Regions from separate parts of the Mus musculus genome. Here regions 2, 3, 4 and 5 are each linked to region 1. The links are chromatin contacts, called in public promoter capture Hi-C maps. All regions are on one chromosome and are shown on one strand. The core of a region is the stretch at or near the end of the contact, and the rest is flanking DNA. Distances in the headings are between cores, read along the strand shown.

Region 1 (2,700 bases), core at 22-2,521:
GAGCATATTTTTTAAAATACCCAACCTGCCTGCATCCTTAGCTACCTCATTCTGTGATTTAGCATCCCTGACAATTGATACAGATCTGGCCCCTCCTTCTACTCCGCCTTCAGCACAAGCGTTTGCCTTCCATCCTTTGAAATGTGCCTGTTAGAAAGAACACCCCCGCCCCCATCCCTGGAGAACCGCGGGCTCTCCTCCGTTGCTATTCCCTTTCTTCTGCGCCCAAAGTATTGTGGACCAAAATCTTATTATCCCAAACCCCTGTTCTTTGAAAAAAGGTTTCCCCTATTTTTTTTTTAAATGCTTTTTCCTTTAAGCCTCTAGTCTCAAATCATCTATCTTTTCTTTGGTCTGTTTCTAAAGTCCTCCGGCGCCCGTATTCTATGTGTCTCGCATGTACTGCTTCCCAGCGACCCACCGGTTCTTCCCCTGGAGTCACATTACATCAGCTTCACTAATGCACTCCGTATCAGATGTTTTATTCTAGGCAGTCCATTAAAAACCGAGCCTGGACACAGGTTGAATTTAACATGGAGGACAGATTGTCTAAGGTTAAGTACAAACTGTTCCGAGATGGGCGGGGGGGGGGAGGGAGGAAGACCGACAAATATTTATATTCATATTAAACACTACATATACCTGTTGATTTTGTGCTTTTTTTTCTCTCTCTCTCAATGTTTCAGAGACCCTCGAGCTTTGGAGTGATTGAGACGACAGAGGAGGGTTTCCAGAAATTTCGCTCCAAATTGAAAGCTCCCTCAAATAGGCTGCTTCATGCGCTCAAGGAACACCCACCAACAAAACCCATCTCCACAACCACCAGATTAGCTCACCGGCGAGTGAGACTGCAAGGTTTGGGGGCTTGGCTTGTACCATTCTGTGCGGTGCATGGGGGAGTTCGAGCCCTCTTGGCCTTCCTCCTCTGCTTGTTTCTGCTCCCGTCTCCCCTGCTCAGGCTTTCCCAGTGAGCGAGGCCGGCGCTTTATAACAGCAGCCTGGGCGGCTCCACCGGCTGTTTTTTCGGCTCCTCGGGTTTGTGTCTGCAGGTGCCATCCGCGAAGATGCAGCTGAAGCCGATGGAGATTAACCCCGAGGTAAGCATAGCTGCTGGGTCGCTTCGGGAGAAATAAGGCTGACCCTTAGCTACAGCTCGGTAGCTGAATCATTTAGTTTTATTATCATTTTCCTCTTTGCTTTTGGCTTTCAGATGCTGAACAAAGTGAGTGGCGCGGCGCGCAGTCTCTGTCCCTATCCTCCAAGAGCATCGTTGGAGACGCCCAGCCGGCCGCGCCCTGTGCAATGGAGGTGGCTGGGCTGGGGCGCCCAGCTGGGTGTCGTCTCTGCCCTGAGTTATCTAGGGGTTTGGGAGTGACTGAGAGATCGATCACGGGGAGGTGGCGGAGGATGGACCCGGACAGCAACGAGCGCGGGGAGCAGCTCTCGAGGGCGTGGCGACGGCCCGCGGACTCTAGTCCGAGGGCTTCGCGCGAGCCACGTGTGGGCTGAGCTTTGTGCTGTGTCACTGCGCGGCACGCAGGGTGGGACGGCGCGGAGGCTCCTCCCAGACTCGGGTGGGGACCCGTGTGTGTGTGTTTGGTGGGGGGTTGGGGAGTGGGAGGGCCGCACGAGGGATGCTCGTGCTGGCCCCGCCCCCTAGCAGGTGCCCATTATTTGTCTGGCTTTTTCGGTCTGGCTGCCCTGTCTTTTTCTTGCAGGTGTTGGCCAAGCTGGGGGTCGCCGGCCAGTGGCGCTTCGCCGACGTGCTAGGGCTGGAGGAGGAGACTCTGGGCTCAGTGCCATCCCCTGCCTGCGCCCTGCTGCTCCTGTTTCCCCTCACGGCCCAGGTAGGGAGAGGTCTGTGATGGGCGGGTCTCAGTGGATACGCAGTGTTGTGGAATGAGTTCCTACCTCACGCTGTCCCCTTTTCCTGTAGGGTCCCTGATAAGGATCCCACTTCTTAGGGTGGGAGGTGCTTGCATTTTCATCGGGGCTCTATTGTGATGTCCATTATTGCCTCAATTTGGAAGAGAAGGAGCCCATTGCGTCTAAGTCTTTTTTTCAGTTATCCAAAGAAAGATCTCCAACTTGTTTATTTTGTTTGTTTGTTTACTTATGAGCCTTGCTCCCACTTGCGGATGGCCGGTTTGTTTTTTTTTTTTTTTCCTTTTAAGGGCCGTGAGTGGGTCAGGTCCCTGGTTTGGTTCTGTTGCTCTCTCACCTGACTGTAAACTGATGAGGGCCTGGCTTGCTTAAGTCAAAAGAGCTGTCTCTTCATTTGCCACCTCCATCTGCCTCTCTGGTGGATTCTCCATTCCCCTCCCCCACCCCTCCCAGCAGGCACACTGTTGAACGTTCCTTTTAGAAAGCTGAATCACTGGTGCACAGAGCCGCGGTCTCCACCTCTCTGACCTTGTGGCTGGATGAAGTAGGGCTCCTGTGACACAGTCATAGAGACACTTCTTCATTTTCTGAAACAGTCTTCCATCTTCCACTGGGCAGGGATGCAAATGATTCAGGCTGAGCCATAGAGAAAGACAAAACTGGGGGTTATGCGTTGTCTCGCCGTGTGTGGAGCCCCAGTAAATCACTGCATCGTCTCCCTCCTGTGGGCTCTTAGCTTCCTAATGATTTAAGAGGGGATGACATTGGTAAAACTTGGAGGCATTTGCGTCTCTGCCAGATGGGATGAGGCTAATT
Region 2 (2,700 bases), core at 104-2,603, 520 kb before region 1:
ACAACATCTTCGCTGGCCGCACACTTTTAAATAGAAAACTAAATTAAAGAGTCTCCAAACTACTTCCCACCGTGCGGCTTAAAGCAACAGATCAGATCGCTCTAGGCTTTAACTCTTCCCGGGTTCTGGGAATTCCAGTTTGTCACAATTTCTTAGCCTGAGTGACCTGCGGTAAGAAACGTCTTCCCGGCCCAGAGCCTGGCTTCTCCGGGTCCGGGCGCTCGGCGGCCGGCTGGGCTGGGTCGTACGAGCCGGCTGCGGTGCGGCTGTGGCCCGGGCGGAGCGGCACAGGGTCGGATCCCGCGGAGCGCGGCGGAGTCCGGCTGCAATCGGTGCCTCTGCAATCCCTGCTCTTCCCGGTTCCCTCCCTCCGCCTCCTGCCCTCCCCCAGACGAGGCCATTCGCCTCACAGTAGCAAGGTTGTCTCGTATACTCCCTTCCCTTAAACTCACCAAACCAGATTTTTACTCCCAACACCGGCAACTTCCCGTAAATCTGCACTGAAATTTTATCCTGCTCGCTGAGCCTCCGCTGGCCGAAGGCCAGTGCAACATTCCTGTTGTTTTAGAAGCGCGGATACCTTAGCTGAAGGTTTAAAAAAAAAAAAAAATCATATCGGACTGGCCCCGATGCGGAGGATTTACGAACTTTGGCCGCTCAAAAAGTCACATCCATTTCAGACATTCAGAAGGGACCCCAGAAGTGGCACCTGCCCCACCTGGGGACATCTAGAAGAGTGGCTTCCGGCCGCCTATGGCTGTTTAGAGTAAGCCACCCTGAGCCTGCACCAAGGACTAAGGACCCTGCGCCTGACTCCCGGGGTGAGCAGTGCCACCGCCCCCGGCCTTGCGGGGCAGGAAGGCGCTGGAGCAGGTAGGGCGGCAGACGAGCCCCGCCGCGGGCCTGCAGGAAGCCAGGACCTCCTGGGCTGTTCTTACCTGAGGCTGAGCATAGCTCGGAGAGCACAGGCAGGCACGTCACGGGGGGCCGGAGCTCTGACCTTTGCCGGAGCCTTCACAGCAGGGCCTGGGGCCTGGGCGCCGCTGCTCGTTCAAAGTGGCTCATTCTGAATGCGCTCTGACCTAGTGTTACAGCTGGTTTCTAGAAAGGGAACAAAAACAGTGCAAGGAGAAACCTCAGCCAAGCCCTCCTTTAACCTTGCCTCTGATCACAGGGGAACTAAGTCTGACCCCCATCCCCACTCCCAGGAAACCCACCCTAGGGCCGCGGCCCCCGCCCCACCCCTCGGGTTACCTGTTTATACAAGAATTAAGGAGCCTCCCGCATTTCAATGGAGCGCTAAGCCTGTTTGCAGCGCGGAAACAGCCAACAGGAATCGAATTCTGTGACTAAACAAACTAGAAGAGGAAGCGGGCACCACAAGGAACCTAAAGTTGTGATTTCGGGTTGCAATGTCATGCAACTGAAAAAAAAAATACTGTTTCACAGTAGGCTACTTTAATTAAAAGAAGGACCCAAAACTACCCCCCCCATCTAGTTAAATGGAAGCTGATAGAATATCGGCATATAGCGTTAGCCACTGTTGTTAGTGATACTATTATTATGTATAATCCGCCCCCCCCCCGTAGAAAAACGTGCAATGGATGTTAGAAGGAGGCTCCAGACCCAACTCTGCCCTCACTATCTGTGAGCAAGTTAATTACCCTCCAGCTCTGAGTTTCTGGAAGATTCTAAGGATGGGAGTTTTGCTTTCACTGTGGACAGTTTCAAGGAGAAGGAAAGACGAAGTCTTTGTGAAGGGGTGTGCAACTGATTTTCGACTCGTGTACAAGTTTCAAGGGAAGTGGAGAGAAGTTGGCCCTGCCTTCCATGAAGTGCAAATCCAACGTCTGTGTCACGCGCGTAATTCTGACTCAGATTTAGGCACTAGACCTGACCTGCCACCCTGCAAGTTACTCCATAGGTTAAAAGTCAGTGCTAGCGGGGCGGTGGTGAGCACGCCTTTAATCCCAATCCCAGCACTTGGGAGGCAGAGGCAGGCAGATTTCTGATTTCGAGGCCAGCCTGGTCTACAGAGTGAGTTCCGGGACAGCCAGGGCTACACAGAGAAACCCTGTCTCAAAAAAAAAAAAAAAACAAAAACAAAAACAAAACAAAACAAAACAAAAACAAAAAGTCAGTGCTAGATAACAGTGAACCATGCAGTTTGAAGATCTGTGAATGTGGGGCGTGTGGGGTGTGGTGGAGGCTTTGAAAACTCATAGATATCATCCATAGTAATAGTGGAGGGTAGAGGGGGTATTTATGTTCCTTTTAACTTGACATATAAATGAAGAAATCCTAATCTCTTTATATTGAGGTCTTTCTTACTCAGGAACCCTTTCACCCATTTCCTTAATCTGATCCTCAGGTCTGCCTCAGGTCTGGAGGTGAAGACACTGTCCGTACAGAGGTTAGGTAAGCAGGCCAACTTTCCCGAGTGCCGACCTTTCCAGTCTAATCGAAAAGTCAGATCTTACCACCATTAGTAAAAGTAATTCCTGAAGCCAGCCAGGAATTCTGAAGTTCTCCATCCTTTTGATCTTCGATCTTTTATCTTTTAGGCAGCAAAAGTCAAGCCAGGCCAGTTTAACCATGTTCTGAATTCAGAATCAAGACTTTGTCGATAGGTGCACACATGTACTGAGAATCGCAGACTGTAGAAAACTCCCAGTTCCGAACTGTTCTAGGGGTTGATAC
Region 3 (2,700 bases), core at 66-2,565, 750 kb after region 1:
ACTGTGCGCCATGGACACCGGAGCGCACAGAGAACAAGAAACCCAGAGACCCCAGGAGGAGCCCAAGTGGTCCAGGTCTGCCCTACTGGGGCCGGGATCTTCAAAGGTCAGCTCCCCCCACTCCCCCAGGCAAAGAACCTCCGAGAAGGACAAGTAGACCTCGGGCGGGCGGGCAGGCGGGAAAGGGAAGTGTGGCGTGGGGGAAAAAGTGAAGTGGCCGGGAATAAAATGGGCGTCTCCTCGGAGTGGCCTCAGCCCGCTGTCCCGGGGCCTGTCCCCTCCCCAGCTCCCCGCCCAGGGCCTGCTCTCTTCACAGGCTCTCCCGCTGCCCTCCCGGGTGCTCGCCAGGAGCCCGCACCCCACAGCCACCTGTTAAGGCGCGCGCGCCGTCGGAAGCTCGGGTCACCGCGGCGCCCCGGAATCTTCCAGAAGTTACTACTGCCCGAGCGTAGCACGCTCCCGAGGCCCACGGGGACCACGGGGACAGCGCGCACAGCCTCTCCGGACCCCCCGATTCCCACGCCCTCCCCCCCTCCACGCCACCTTCGGAGCTCCGCAAAGTTGCGGCCCGGGAGTCTGTACCTGCACTGAGCTCCAGGCTGGCGCCGTCGCTACCCGCGCCGCTGCTGCAAGCGCCGGTCGCCGGGCCAGGGCCGTACCTGACGACGGCGGCGAAGGACGACGACGACGAGGCGGCGGGGGCCGCGAGCGGCGGAGGCGGCGGCGGCGGTGGCGCCGGAGTCCTGGGATGGCCCGGGGGCGCGGCGGGTGTGCAGGACGGCGACGACGACGAGGCGGCGGCGGCGGCGGGGGCCCGGCCTGACCCGGCCGGGTAGGACGGCTGCGTCGGGAACGGCGGCGGCTCGCTGCTGCTGATGGGCACGGCGGCGAGCGAGGCGAAGGGCGGCGGCGGCGGCGGCGGCGGCAGCGGGGACGGCCGCGCGGGCGACAGCTCGAGCAGAGAGGGTCTGTCGTAGCGCTTGGCCAGCGCCGGCCGCCGGCTGGGGAACGTCTTGAGGACGCTGTAGGGGCCGCGCTGCTTGTAGATGCGGGGCGCGCTGGGCCCCTCCTCCGCCGCCTGCATCTCGGGCTCCATGCCGAGTCTGAGGCCCTGCCCGCCCCGCGCGCGGCTCCGGAGGTGGCTCGGCCGCCCGGCCGCCTGCTCTACCCCGGCGCGCGCCGGCGGGAAGGCGTGTGTCTGCGCCGTGGCCGCCGCCGCCGCCGCTGCCTGTCGCCGAGCCTGGCATCTCCGAGCCCCCGCGCGGGGGGCTGCCGCCCAGCGCTGATTGACAGCCCGCCTCGCCAATGCCTGGAGGGAGAAAGGAGGTAAGGAGCAAGTGTTTAGGGTAATATCTGCTAATGATGATGGGGGCGGGGCGGGGCCTGGGCCCGGGCGGCCCGCGCGATCGGCGCTTCGGACAGGGTCGTGGGGGGAGGTGGGGAGGGGGAGCCCGTGGCCCGAGGGGACCCGGTGGGGGAACGGAACCTGGAGGGCGTCCCGGTGGGGACAGGTGGAAGAGGTGGCGTCCCGGCTCTCTCGGCTGTGGACGTGAGGCGGCAGCGGTTGTCCGCAGGGTCCGAGCTTTGGAAAGGAGTTCCCGGCGCCCTCCTGCGTGACCTCCCAACTCTCGGAGTGCACGAAGGGGGTGGTACCTAGAAGTTAGGGCGGGGTCGCCAGAGTGCAAGGGTGGGACAGCAAGTTCTTCTAGAAGGAAGCTACACCTCCCTCCCCCCGCCCCCCTCCCGAAAAAGAACATCTCGAAGGACTTGGCACAGGCCGCTGGGAGGTTTGTCCTGCCTTAGGGTCTTGCTGTCCCAGGTCTGGCGGCCGAACCAGAAAGCACTCAGGGCCTAGTGCTTCCATACTGTTTCGCTTGTTCTCCATAGGGAGCTGGGCGAGAGAGCACAGAGGCGCCATCATTTCTTTCCATTCTACAGATTTGAAAACTGAGGCTCTGAAAGACCAGATTTGAAAACTGAGGCTCTGAAAGACTAAAGGGAAATATGCAAATTCACGCAGAGGAGTTTGTGAGTGAATTGCACGGTTACATATAGGTCTTCAGAATGTAAAATAGCTGGTAGACAGTGCAATTCAAGGGAACAAAATGATCCCACGGTTCCCTTTGGGATGGTGACTGCTTTGAACATTATTATATTATCTATGCATATACGTTGCAAGACCAAAGTGGCCTGGGATCACCCTTTCCTTGCGTTGCTCATACTACCCGGCACCACCGGGCTAAGGATTCAGTGATGAAGATCTCAGTAATTTGCCGAAGCTGCCCCGTAAGGTTCTTCAAACACAAGGAAGGGTTCCGGCCTCTGCCAGTCACTCCTTCCTGTCTCAAAGGGAGCATCCTCTAGTTAGGCCTACCCCAATCCCTGCATCCCCTCTTCCCAAGCTTGGGTTTCAACCTCGTTCATCATTATCCAGGTCCTTGATGAATGAAGCTCATCTCTCCAATCTGGAGTTGCTTTTTTATTCAGAGCTATCCTTCAGTCTTGGGAAAGTGACCCATTTTCTCCTGGGGGCCAGGACTTTGGCCTCTCATTTTCCAGATCTCTCCCATTGGAAGAGTTCCTCTCCCTTGCTGTTTCCAGAGTCTCTGCTCACCCACTCTGGACTGTCTTCCTCTCCTCAGCAAGCTCCTCTGATAGTGCTGTGCCCCTCCCCCATTTATTAGAGATGAAATAAATAAT
Region 4 (2,700 bases), core at 190-2,689, 600 kb before region 1:
CGTTCTCATTTAACATCGCAAGACTAAAGCTAATGGTAGACATGGAGTTTATTTGAGAAAGGAGTTTTTTAAAAGATGTGTTGAATTATAAATTGTGTTTACAGGTGTGTTGGGGGTGTGGGGGTTGCACCAGTGTCAAGGTGCCTACGGAGGCCAGAAGAGGATGCCCTGGAGCTGGCACTACAGGTTGTGGTGAGCACCCATGAAAGGGTACCAACTAAACTCGGGAAAAGAACCACTGACCAATCTCTCCAGGCCAAGAAAGTGGGGGGGTGGGGGTGGGTTCTTTTCTTTTTTCTTTTCTTTTTAACTGTACAATTACAAGATGTTGCCGCTGTGGTTGTCCATAAAGTTAAAGATATTCAAGGCCAGCTGGTGATTTTTTTTTTTAAAGTAGTGTCCTATGAAAGGCTCTCTACCAGTAGTGAGGAAAACGAACTCTGACTGCACAGAAAGCAGGAACCCTTGCTCTTTCTAGAAGCGATGTGAGATATTCAGTTGAGACACTCTCAGGGTAGTTTCACGGATGCCCCTGGGGAGAGAGTGGACCATGCAGCCATCGGGCCTCACTGACAAGATCTCACACACACAGCTCCGTCACACACCAAGGCCAAGTTTAGAACAGAGTCCCTCTCATTCACAGCTAGGAGGAAGTACTGTGAAGACACACGCTGTCTTTTATTATTCCGAGAAGGGACCTTCTGGACAAGACGTGCAGCTTTTTTCCCCAGAACGTTCCTTTCCCTGAACTCCTCTTCCCAAGGTGTCCCCTTGAGCCTGAGCCCCGTTGTAAGGACTTCCTCTGGTTCTATTTAAAACAGGGACCTTTGACTCCCAGGAAATCAGTAACTCAGCCTTAATTCACTTAGCTCTCTTACGATGACAGTTATTCTTTATCCAAGCATAGCAAAGCTTGAACTTAGGAAAAAACTTGAAGGCTGCTGAATACGGGGCTGAGAATCTCTGTAGTTAGTGAGGAAGAATCAGTTTCGAGCAAGGGCTGGTGACATGACTCAGTCAACCCTGAGATCAAGTCCTTGGACCCCTGTGGAGGAAGAAGTGAACCTATTCAAATTGCCCTCTGAGCTTTACACACACAGGTGCTGGGGCATGTGTCTGCCCCCCCCCCCCCCCCGAAATAAATGAATACAGTAAAAAAAAAAAATCTCAAAGAAAAAAATCATAAGTAAAACAAACAAGTTAGAGCCCAGAAAGTCTTATCTTCAAAACAGATGAATTACAAAAGAGAGAAAGCTCAAGCCAATGGCTGGCTTTCTAACAGAGGATCGCCTCTTCCCGGTACTCTGTAAGGCTGACTGGGGCTGGGGTGTACAGCTCAGAAGCCGTCCCTTGCCAAGCACGAAGGAAGCCCTGATTCAACTGTTAGCACTGAAACGAGTGAGGGAGAGACTCTTAGGAAATCGCGGTGGCAGAGCCCCAACAGCCTTCTCTAGAACAAGATTGCTCCCTAGTGTGGTAAATGCTTTTCACCTTGAGTCAGGCTCCACTGTAACCTGGCAAAGCTTCTCGGGCCGGGCTCCTCATACAAGACAGCTGCAGTTGCTCCTGAGACAACTGCTTCCGTTAAATAAATGGCTCACGCAGAGTGCTTAGCAAACACACTCCCTCAAAGTGGTCCTCCCTCTGCCCTCTCAGGTGATAACATTTCTATCCCACCCTTTGTGAGGTCACCCAACTTTGTGAAGAGCTGACACACGGAGGCATGACTTTTTTTAAGCTCACGCTCATAGTTTTAACTCCTGAAATAATTTTTTTTTTTAAAATGTGGTCTATTCCTACAAAGCAAAACTAGGCAGCAAAGGAGCTAATAAATTAGAGCCTGGGCAAATATCACAGATATAAGCGCCAAGAGAGTAACACCAGAAGTGTATAGACTGCAAGACTCCGTATTTATTAAGATCCATGCCAGCCAAAGCTGGACTATGATGACAGATAATTGTTAACGCAGGACTGGGAGGAGGAAGCACAAGAAGTAATGTTGAAGAACTGAAAAATGGAACCAGGCAAAGGGCAAACACCTGGAGTCCCTGAATTGGGGACTGAGGAAGACTGCCACAGGTTCAAAGCCAGCCTGTGCACACAGTGAGACCCTCCCTCAAAACAATGCCATAAAAAGAACTGAGAGATGAGAACACATCCCAGAATGAGCTTTTAATAAACAGTTAAAGGATGGGTGGATGGACAGATGGATAGATAGATGGATGGATAAGTGGAGGGATGGATAGGTCTGACAACCCAGAAATGTTAGTGAACGATAACAGACAATATTAAGTGGTGAGGGTTTAATGATGTTCTGATCTACAGATATAGCAACACACCACTGGGTGCTATGTTCCCTTAGCAGAATAACTGTAGGCTTCCCCCTAGTGACCTTGACCTATCTAGTCTCAGGTTCTTAACTACTTTTCCAGTGTGTGGTGTGGGTTCCATCTCATGGGGTGGGACTAAATACAATCAAAAGGTGGTTGGTTACTCATTCCTACAATCCCAGTACTTGGGAAGCTTAGGAGGGAGGGTCAATGGAGTTGGAAGTGAGCCTAGGCTGCCCAGCCATTTCTAGGCCAACTGGAGCTCGTTCAAAACAAACAAACTGATGGGTGTGGTATCACACACCTTTAATCCCATCATTTCAGAGGCAGAGGCAGGTGGGTCTCCGTGAGTTCGGGGCCAGTCTAATCT
Region 5 (2,700 bases), core at 193-2,692, 660 kb after region 1:
TTTCAACTAATGTTGTAGAAGCCATTTGTGTGGTTGATCATTTGTGTTGCATGCCCTTACTGATGGAATTTTAGATTCCTGTAGTTATTGTCTTGGCTTGTTTTGGTATGGCTTCATTTTTTTTGAGATGGGTTTCTTTATGCAGCCCAAGATGCACTCAGACTTGATTCTCCTACCTTACACCTCTTCAAGTGCTAGGAATTTAAGTGTGTGCCTCCATGCCCAGCTATTTTTCAAGTTTTTTATCCTTATAAACAATGTAGTTTTGAGTCCCCTTGGGTTTATCTTTATTTTTCTAAGTCCTGAAACTAGGATGTCTTGGCCATTTATGTGCATTTATGATTTCTTTGTTGCTGTTCTCTCCATCTTCCAAAGTGGCGTACTCACTGTATTCTCCATCTTAGTAATGAGCTCTTACTGTTCGCTCTTCTCCATAGGGCTTGCTAGCACTGGGCATCAGCAAATCTGTTCAAACACCAGATCCTTCTCACCCGTAAGTCAATGAGATAAAGCCAAGGGATTGCAGAGATTTGAGATTTATATAACATCAAGTTGTTCGGTATTTGGTCATTTCCTTTGTAGCATGTAAAGTGCCACGGTCAAAGTAAATTCAAGGCATAATTTGAAAATGGAATTGAAGTATTTTTATGCTTTATAGAGCAGCCTAGAGCTCTTCTCTGTATTTGGTAATAACAAAACACTTATCTTAGAGTTCTGTTTTTTTTTTTTCAAGGAATATATTTCATCCCAAACTTAGTTGGCCACCTAATCTAAAATTTTGATGTTAACCCTTTTAAAATGCATATTTCATACTTACTCTTTCTTTAATGCTTTTCTTATCATTGAGAAATCTTTTGATAACATTTCAAAATTAGGTATTTATAAAGTAAGGTTTTTGTTTTAGAAGATATTGCTTTGAGTATGTCAGTGTCCTGATGTAGATATTTATTTTTGTAGCCTCTAGCTCCATATCCATTGTTATTTTCACTAGCTTCATTAATACAGATTGATCAAGTTAAGGCAAAGATGTGCCTTTATCTCTGTGAAGATGTCTATTTTAGTACTTTATAAACACTTTTTCTTAATTGAAACCAGGGTACTGCTATTTTAATAATAATAATAATAACTGCTATTTTAATAATAATAATAATTTAAAAATTATAAGTTATCTAGCATAGAGAACAAATGTTAACAAATTGTATGCCGGCTTCTTGCTGGCAGGTCCAGGTGAGAGGAGAGAGGTCCGGGTCTCTCTGGGGCTGAGCAGGATGGCGAGTGTCCACAGCCCAAAAGAAACACACCAGGGCCTGGAGTCTGTCGAAGCAGGAACTCAACTTTATGGCATCAGCCTCTCACTTATATAAGGAACATAGGGAGTGGGATTTTTGGTGGGTTAGATGACAGAGGAGGTGGGGAAGGGTGACAGAGGGTATGGCGTGACTGACAGGGCCAATGGCAAAGTTCTACCTCAGCAACGGTGGGCTAGAGGCAGGGCCAAACAGGTCTTGCTGAATCATCCCGATGCGGAAGTGACTGAGACAGGTCTCAAAACTAGAGCCAGGCTCGGGTTTATTCTCAAGGCCCAAACCAGGGCCAAAATGGGGCTCAACAATTGCACATCTACTATATTTTACTATCTCTTGAAAAAAATATTTTCCATACCAAAAATTTAAATAAGAGGGTAAAAATTTAAAGGTTTATGTTCCAAAGATTGCTTCTTAAGTATTTTCAATAGCCCATTTTAGCACTACCTAGTACAGTGACTAAATTTTGGACAGTAGTTTAAGGAAATTTAGATATGGTAGCCACATGGCACTTAATATAGCATCAGTAACAACCCTGAAAACAAAAACAAAAACAAAACAGAATCCACAGTGCCTTGAAAATACATATAATTCAAATTGGCATATAGTTGCTGTTACTTTGGAAAAAAACTTTTAAAACAATTTTTTTTCTAAGTCAAATTTGTAAAATATTGTTGCATCAATAAACTGGAATTCTCTATAGCTAGATTATATTTTTGCCTGAAGAGAATTTCAGTAATAATTCCAAATTTAGAATTGCTGTTTGAATGTGTATCTACCAGAGAATGCAGTCATGTTTGTGTTTAAGAGTACATTTCTCAGAAAACGTTTCTATTTCTCATAGTATGTCATAATTTTCAAGTGTCCTGAGAGTGCTGTTTTGGTACTTAAAATGATACAAAGTAATGGTTCATTTTGACCAAAGATAATTAGAAAAATAATTGATGTTTTCAAAATTATCCATGAAAACATGCAGAAAACTGAATATATTGGTTTACTTGTGTGCTAAACTCTTCAGAGCCAGCAGTAAGTTTCATGTTAAACTGTTGAGAATTAAGCAATAAAATTATGGGTAATATTTTCAAAGATCTTGCAATTTTTTCCATTTTGTATACTGTTTTTATTGAAATTTGAACTTTGTGCTTATAGTATTTAATATAAAAAATTATGCCAATTTAATAGTCCAAGAATGATTTTGTTTGTTTTCATTGACTTATTAAACATTTTGAAAGTTAGTGTTCATTTTTGTAAACTATATGATCTTTTTATCTTTCAGGTACGGCTTTTCAAATATGCGCTATATTTCTTCATTGATTAGTGGTGTTGGTATTTTCATGATGGGCGCAGGACTCTCTTGGTATCATGGAATCATGGGATTACTTCATCCTCAACCAAT

The links. Promoter capture Hi-C pulls out the DNA fragments that hold promoters and counts their contacts.
Region 2: a promoter capture Hi-C map of neural stem cells shows a contact between it and region 1. The contact joins the promoter of Rbm47 here to the promoter of Uchl1os in region 1. A contact is called at or near these places in 2 of 39 promoter capture datasets (the 3T3-L1 cell line and neural stem cells) and 1 of 9 other capture datasets (embryonic stem cells).
Region 3: a promoter capture Hi-C map of hippocampal neurons shows a contact between it and region 1, with 4 times the contacts expected there. The contact joins the promoter of Bend4 here to the promoter of Uchl1os in region 1. A contact is called at or near these places in 3 of 39 promoter capture datasets (hippocampal neurons, pre-B cells and stem cell-derived epiblast-like cells) and 2 of 484 Hi-C or Micro-C datasets (both in embryonic stem cells).
Region 4: a promoter capture Hi-C map of embryonic stem cells shows a contact between it and region 1, with 2.6 times the contacts expected there. The contact joins the enhancer-like site here to the promoter of Uchl1os in region 1. A contact is called at or near these places in 3 of 39 promoter capture datasets (the 3T3-L1 cell line, embryonic stem cells and trophoblast stem cells), 1 of 484 Hi-C or Micro-C datasets (reprogramming fibroblasts), 1 of 115 datasets of contacts at active chromatin or transcription factors (pancreatic cancer cells) and 1 of 9 other capture datasets (embryonic stem cells).
Region 5: a contact with region 1 is called in a promoter capture Hi-C map of embryonic stem cells, with 2.6 times the contacts expected there. The contact joins the enhancer-like site here to the promoter of Uchl1os in region 1. A contact is called at or near these places in 7 of 39 promoter capture datasets (the 3T3-L1 cell line, embryonic stem cells, hippocampal neurons and 2 more) and 1 of 115 datasets of contacts at active chromatin or transcription factors (embryonic stem cells).

What each region holds. Positions count from the first base shown.
Region 1 is chr5:66,675,226-66,677,925 of GRCm38.p6, forward strand. Uchl1os (ubiquitin carboxy-terminal hydrolase L1, opposite strand) reads right to left here and starts at 1,272. Exons shown (of 5, transcript NR_102714.1): 1 at 837-1,272. Uchl1 (ubiquitin carboxy-terminal hydrolase L1) reads left to right here and starts at 896. Exons shown (of 9, transcript NM_011670.2): 1 at 896-1,097; 2 at 1,211-1,222; 3 at 1,719-1,847. The coding sequence starts at 1,065.
Region 2 is chr5:66,150,601-66,153,300 of GRCm38.p6, forward strand. Rbm47 (RNA binding motif protein 47) reads right to left here and starts at 1,354. Exons shown (of 8, transcript NM_001127382.2): 1 at 1,255-1,354; 2 at 939-1,101. Gm26725 (a long non-coding RNA gene) reads left to right here and starts at 404. Exons shown (of 5, transcript XR_001785070.2): 1 at 404-873; 2 at 2,372-2,418.
Region 3 is chr5:67,426,484-67,429,183 of GRCm38.p6, forward strand. Bend4 (BEN domain containing 4) reads right to left here and starts at 1,316. Exons shown (of 5, transcript NM_001164806.1): 1 at 583-1,316. The coding sequence starts at 1,096.
Region 4 is chr5:66,076,227-66,078,926 of GRCm38.p6, forward strand. All of the region lies in intron 3 of Rbm47 (RNA binding motif protein 47), which reads right to left. Among named protein-coding and RNA genes, the nearest start is that of Gm40310, 67 kb to the left of the region's middle. Within about 2 kb of position 1,440, at least 85 of the 459 cell types and tissues checked have an H3K27ac peak or open chromatin away from gene starts, as enhancers often do. A contact at or near this core is called in embryonic stem cells and pancreatic cancer cells, where this site is marked.
Region 5 is chr5:67,339,514-67,342,213 of GRCm38.p6, forward strand. It overlaps Slc30a9 (solute carrier family 30 (zinc transporter), member 9), which reads left to right. Exons shown (of 18, transcript NM_178651.4): 10 at 438-493; 11 at 2,581-2,700. Among named protein-coding and RNA genes, the nearest start is that of Slc30a9, 34 kb to the left of the region's middle. Within about 2 kb of position 1,443, at least 10 of the 459 cell types and tissues checked have an H3K27ac peak or open chromatin away from gene starts, as enhancers often do. A contact at or near this core is called in embryonic stem cells, where this site is marked.